Linked DNA regions of Mus musculus: region 2 is linked to region 1. A link is a contact called in public ChIA-PET data. All regions are on one chromosome and are shown on one strand. Each heading gives the region's core, a stretch centred on a gene start, on an enhancer-like site or on the middle of the called end of the contact. The rest is flanking DNA. Distances are from core to core; before and after follow the strand shown. Region 1 overlaps Cracd (capping protein inhibiting regulator of actin). Region 2 holds the start of Aasdh (aminoadipate-semialdehyde dehydrogenase).

Region 1 (2,700 bases), core at 135-2,634:
AAAACTGTCTCTTGAGAACTAGAGGGAGCTCAAGGCACCAGGACCCAGGGTTGTGCAAATACACTCTTTACAACGAACCCCACCACTTCCGTTGCTGAACATTATTTTGGAGCCTAGTAAGCATGCTGCTTTTCCCTAGCCTGGTTCCGTTAACCTCATATAAAAAATAAATAAATAAAACGGGCAAGAGAAGAGCCGACAACCGGCCGAGGGCGTGGGTGAAAGTCGCTCTTTACTTAATAATCTGCGGACAGTCGCTCCAGGCCTTGGCTTTTCGTTTGGCCAAAGCCAGCCAGGCAGGTTCTGTGGACACCGGGGCAGCGTCTGGGGTGGAGAACCGCTTGGTGACGTCTTTTACCAGTGCTGCTGAGGGCGCAGAGTCTGAGATCTCCACTGCAGTGTTTCAAAGGGAAAGAGAAGGAAGAGCCACGTAAAAACAGAAAGTCTAGTTAACAGAGTTATATGTACTTACTGTATGTGAGATGCTGTGCACACACACACACACACACACACACACACACACACACACCAGAATAGCCAAATCTAGCTGTTATTCACAAGGTGATGTAAGAACATTTGAAAATCTGCTCTTAAACGTTTTAAGAATTCAATAGATTGGTAGCTATGGTCACCGTGTTACACTACAGATTCCTTGCACTTCTCTGAAATGTACCCGTTAGTAAACATCTCCCCAGTTCGGTCCCCAGAACAAGATTCTGACTTTAGAAGGCATGAAATTCAAGCCATGAATGATAGAAGCCAAGATGCCTTGGAACTGCTATGTCCCTGAACTCCTGAAATTCCTGCCTCCACCTGAGCCCTAAGATGAACCCATGGACCGGACAGTGGTGGCATAGGCTTTTAATCCCAGCATTTGGTAGGCAGAGGCAGGCAGATCTCTGAGTTCAAAACCAGCCTGGTCTACAGAGTGAGTTCCAGGACAGCCAGGGCTACACAGAGAAACCCTGTCTCAAGAAACAACAAAACAAAACAAAAGATGAACCTTTGGAAACTGCCAGCTGTCATGACTTCTAGTGTTGCTAGTAATTCCTATGTCCCCTGTCACCTGTTTGTGAGACATCTCACACTGTAGCCCAGGCTGGCTGCAAACTCATGGTAATCCTCCTGACTCCGCCTCCCAGGGGTTAAGAATTGCAGGCTATCACGCCTGACTATCCTGCTTTCTCTACTAGAGATCTTGGGTTTCTATGAGGAGGTTCTCTGTAAGGATTTCGGAGCACTCACAACTTTAGTGCCCAGGGACGCGTCCTGCATTCTTCTGGAACTCAGGGGATACAAATTGAATGTGAAGACAAACACTTTGAAGCAAAGGCTTGCTGTATTAAGCTGGCGCTGCTGTAAGCGGGGATCACTTCCAACCGGGCACAGAAAAGAAAGAAACTCTCAGTCTCACGCTAATACTTAGAACCCGCAGTGTGAGAGCAAATGCAAGAATGCTTGCGGGCCAAGATCAGTGTTTTGAGGTAGTTCTGGTATATAAGCACTCCTGCCCCACCACTAAGTACTAAAACTCTTTTTTAATACCTCCACGTTTCCAGACCTCGGGTAGCAGGTAGCCGAAGCACAGGCTTAGACACCACTAAGGTTTGGGCGAATCTCTCCAGTGTTCTCATGTCTGACGTTTAATTCTCTAGAGTTGGGGGTTGATTTGCTGCTACGTATTCAAAGGCTAAATTCTGAACCCCAAACAAGCGCATTCTCATGCACACGGATCTTAGGTATGTAAACCTTGCTCCACAACTTAAAGCTGATTGGCTAATAAAAGGCTAGAGCCTTTGATTGGGCAGTAGAGAGAGGAAGGCGGGACTTGAGAACTGAGTGAGGGCTCTCGAGAGAGACCACTAAGAGAGGAAAAAGAAGGCGGAGAGAGTAGGCAACAAGGCCGTTTGGATCCTGACCTTCCGGCCAGAAGCGCACCTGAGGGCAGGCTGGTGGAGCAGAAGCATTCCGGTTGAGACAGCATATGGAGTTCAAGGGGCTACCGTTTGGATAGAGGGGAGAAGAGCATAGAGCCTGCGCAGTCGAGGCTTACAGCTTGGAAATAAAATACCAGGTTTCTGTGACTCTTACATGGGCAAGCTAGAATAAATAATTCATTTACGCTCTAGTGAGGTGGCACAGAATTCTTCTGTGTTGGGAGGCAGAAGCCTCGTGGTGTGTGCTTGGGTGTCAGAGGCCCTCAAAAGTGGATTCATGATTTTTCTCACACTACCTGCGTTCTCTCTCTCTCCTCATGTGCATGCTTGCCCATCCACTTCCTAACCTAGGATGAAACAGCCCAGGGCCCTCCCAGCTTGATAAATAACCAGTCTTTGGGTATTCTGTTAGCCTTCACAGAATGGACCAAGACAGACACACTATGCTCTCTGGGGACCACCACAGCCATATAGGGAAGCAGATGTCCTGTTAGTGCCTGGGAATCTATGTATTCAGAACTATCCATCTTCCAAGTGATTGGAGCCAGGCAATAGTTGGGCAACCATTGGGACACTTTATTTTATTTTACATCTTTCATGTGTTATAAAAAAAGAAAGGTGGCTGTTGTTAATTAGCACCAAGGACACAGTGCAGAGACAACTTTCTCTGTGAAGCCAGTTGACAGCCTTCTCTAGAGTCACATCAGTGGAAATGCCCGAGCATCTGAGCCGTGTCACCTAGGCAGAGAAGTCACCAGGAAAT
Region 2 (2,700 bases), core at 155-2,654, 36 kb before region 1:
CATGTTTTATCACAGCAATAGAAAGCTAAGAGAACAAATACAACACTTAAAAAGGTGTTTGGCGAGGCCCATAGTACACAGGAAAATGTGGTTTTCAAACAGGTATTTCCTGCACTGTTTGGAGGGACAGATGAGAAGGCAGATCTGATTCCATGACAGGCTTCAAATTAGCAGTTTAGGAGACTAGGCCTAAGGTCAGGCAAATCAGTTACTAGAAGAAGAAGAAAAAAAAAGGCTTCAGGCAGTTAGTCAGAACTGCCCTGATATCTGAGACTGCCTGGCCACCTAGCCTGAGGTAAGGACAATGGGTCAGCAACAGTTTCCAGACTTCCTCTACAAAGATTTCTAGACTTCCCAGTAACAATGCCTAGAGATAAGTAAGATAAAGCTCTCCTACCCTGGAATTCCAATGTGCTTTCAATGGAGCCTGCGAGCTCATTTGCTTTTACTCTGTGTCTTTGTAATGGGGACGACCCCACCATGCTGAGCTACAGAATAAAACACACTTTGTGTTTACATACTATTTGAGTCCAGGGTGTCATTCTTCATGGACCCTTACAAGCTTCTGTTTTCCAGCAGATAAGGACACACTCCTTTGTTTTTTAAGGCACTGTATGTAGATAGTGCTTAGCCACTTCCACCTCTCCCCCCAACAGGAACCAAGACAAAAATCCCATCTTTCCTCTCTGCGAGGGCACAGTAACTCACCACAGTGGTGACCCTTCCCATTTATTGTAATAATTGTGCCATCGGAAAAACACACATCCAGGCATACAGTGGCTTTAGGGACTGCTGTTGACCTCAGACAGGCCTGGGTTTCCTCATAGGGAAGTGTTGTAAATAGCTGCAAACGCCAGTTAGGAGTTTCATTCTGACAGGGGGCTTCCCTGGCATACTTCACCGCTGCCATGACGGTCGCAACCAATCTTGAGTATGTTCCCAGAAGGTGTGGAGGGGATAAGCCAAATTTACTCGCCAATTAGGCGGTGATTACTTCACTTCAGCCTTTGGGATATTTCTACCCGCACTTTAAGGAACGAGGAGACTCCGGGTCTCGGAGATATGGCTCTGCTGTCAAGGAAGCTCACTGGCCATCCAGAGGTCCCTTCTAGGTCTCCAGCACCCATGTGGTGGCTCACAACCACCTGGGACTATGCTCCAGGGAATCATCGGCCCCTGCAGGCACACGGAACACTCAAATTCACGCAGACGCACAGGCATGTTGCCTGAAGCGTCACCTTCAGCGGCAGGGCTGAATCCGCACGGACCAAACCCGTTGGGCCAAACGCGGCGGAGACCTGTGCGCCACGTCTGGGCGGAGCCCCGTAGGCGAGAGCCCGCCCCCCGACGCTGGAGTGACGTCACGGGCGCCCGAAGATGACGCAGAGGTCCGTTTTACGGCTGCTGAGCGTCTGCGGCTGGGCTAGGAAGTGCACGCCACGCGCTGTCGTGAGAAGGTGGGGCGGGAGAGCGCGGGCGACCCGGGGAGACTTTGTGAGCTGCCGGACCCCAGCTTGGAGCGGCTGTGTGGGTCACCTCGGTCACCTGCTGCGCCACCTCTTAGCGTGGTTCCGAGAGCCAACGAGAGGCTTTTGTGATTGTAATTAAGGTGGCTGCGTGAGAAGTATAAGATGCAGACGGATAATTTACCTATATATATAATGCCCAGTATAGGGAGAACCCTTAAGATCAGGATCTGTTGGTGATTAAATGGCTTTATTTACAGTTGTACATTACCGAGCTGCTAATCTTAAGGCTATAACACGAAATTTGCTTGCTAGGTCATCCCTTTTCATGGCTCACTTGTTTTTCTTTCCTTTTCTTTTTTTTTTTTTTAATTTAAAATTGTGCGTGTGTGCGCGTGCAGCATGGTGAAGAAACAAAAAGGACCTTTCGGAAGTGGGTTCTCTCCTTCCATTATGTGAGTCCCGTGATCACACTTAGGTTTTCTGGTGTGATGGCAAGTTAGTTTCTCCACTGACCCATCTCGATGGCCCAAGTCAGTCTGAAGGGAGGGGAGGGGGACAAAGACAGGGACAGAGACATAAAATTCAATGGCTGACATGAATATCTGGACAAGACTGAATTTTGCCACTGGGAGCTTTTAAATTCAAAGTAGAAAAACTCCTTAATTATAGATTTTGTGTGGTGAGTTTTGTAGCTAGTTATAAAAATGACATTTTAAGAACTAAGTTATAGCCGGGCGTGTTGGCGCACGCCTTTGATCCCAGCACTCAGGAGGCAGAGGCAAGCAGATTTCTGAGTTCGAGGCCAGCCTGATCTACAAAGTGAGTTCCAGGACAGCAAGGGCTACAGAGAAACCCTGTCTCGAAAAAACAAAACAAACAAAAAAAACCTAAGTTATAGTCTTGTTATTCTACTGCTGTGAATTATGTTAGTAGATTATATTTTCTTGTGAGAAAATAGCAGTTACACGTGCTTGCTTTTTAGAGAAAAGGCAGCTTTTAAACAGACTTTTTTTTTTTTTTTTAATTTTAGGTATAGCAGTGTTTTACCTGCATGTATGTAAGTGCACCATGTTCGTGCCTGGTGTCTTCAAAGGCTGTGGGATCAGCCAGAACTGGAACTATGGACTGTATTGAGCTCCCCAGTTGGGTGCTGGTATGGAATCTGTGTCTTCTGAAAGAACAAGGACGGTTTAACTCCTGAGGTACATCCCCAGGTTCAAACTAGATTTTT

Evidence for each region. ChIA-PET counts read pairs in DNA pulled down with a chosen protein or histone mark.
Region 2: an RNA polymerase II ChIA-PET map of memory CD8 T cells shows a contact between it and region 1, with 46 read pairs. The contact joins the promoter of Aasdh here to the enhancer-like site in region 1. A contact is called at or near these places in 15 of 484 Hi-C or Micro-C datasets (the G1E-ER4 cell line, the HL-1 cell line, cortical neurons and 6 more), 4 of 115 datasets of contacts at active chromatin or transcription factors (effector CD8 T cells, embryonic stem cells and memory CD8 T cells) and 3 of 9 other capture datasets (adipose tissue, liver and pancreatic islet).

What each region holds. Positions count from the first base shown.
Region 1 is chr5:76,868,210-76,870,909 of GRCm38.p6, reverse strand. It overlaps Cracd (capping protein inhibiting regulator of actin), which reads right to left. Exons shown (of 9, transcript NM_001163793.1): 9 at 1-393. The coding sequence ends at 233. Among named protein-coding and RNA genes, the nearest start is that of Cracd, 29 kb to the right of the region's middle. Within about 2 kb of position 1,384, at least 38 of the 459 cell types and tissues checked have an H3K27ac peak or open chromatin away from gene starts, as enhancers often do. A contact at or near this core is called in memory CD8 T cells, where this site is marked.
Region 2 is chr5:76,904,180-76,906,879 of GRCm38.p6, reverse strand. Aasdh (aminoadipate-semialdehyde dehydrogenase) reads left to right here and starts at 1,404. Exons shown (of 16, transcript NM_173765.4): 1 at 1,404-1,457; 2 at 2,500-2,671.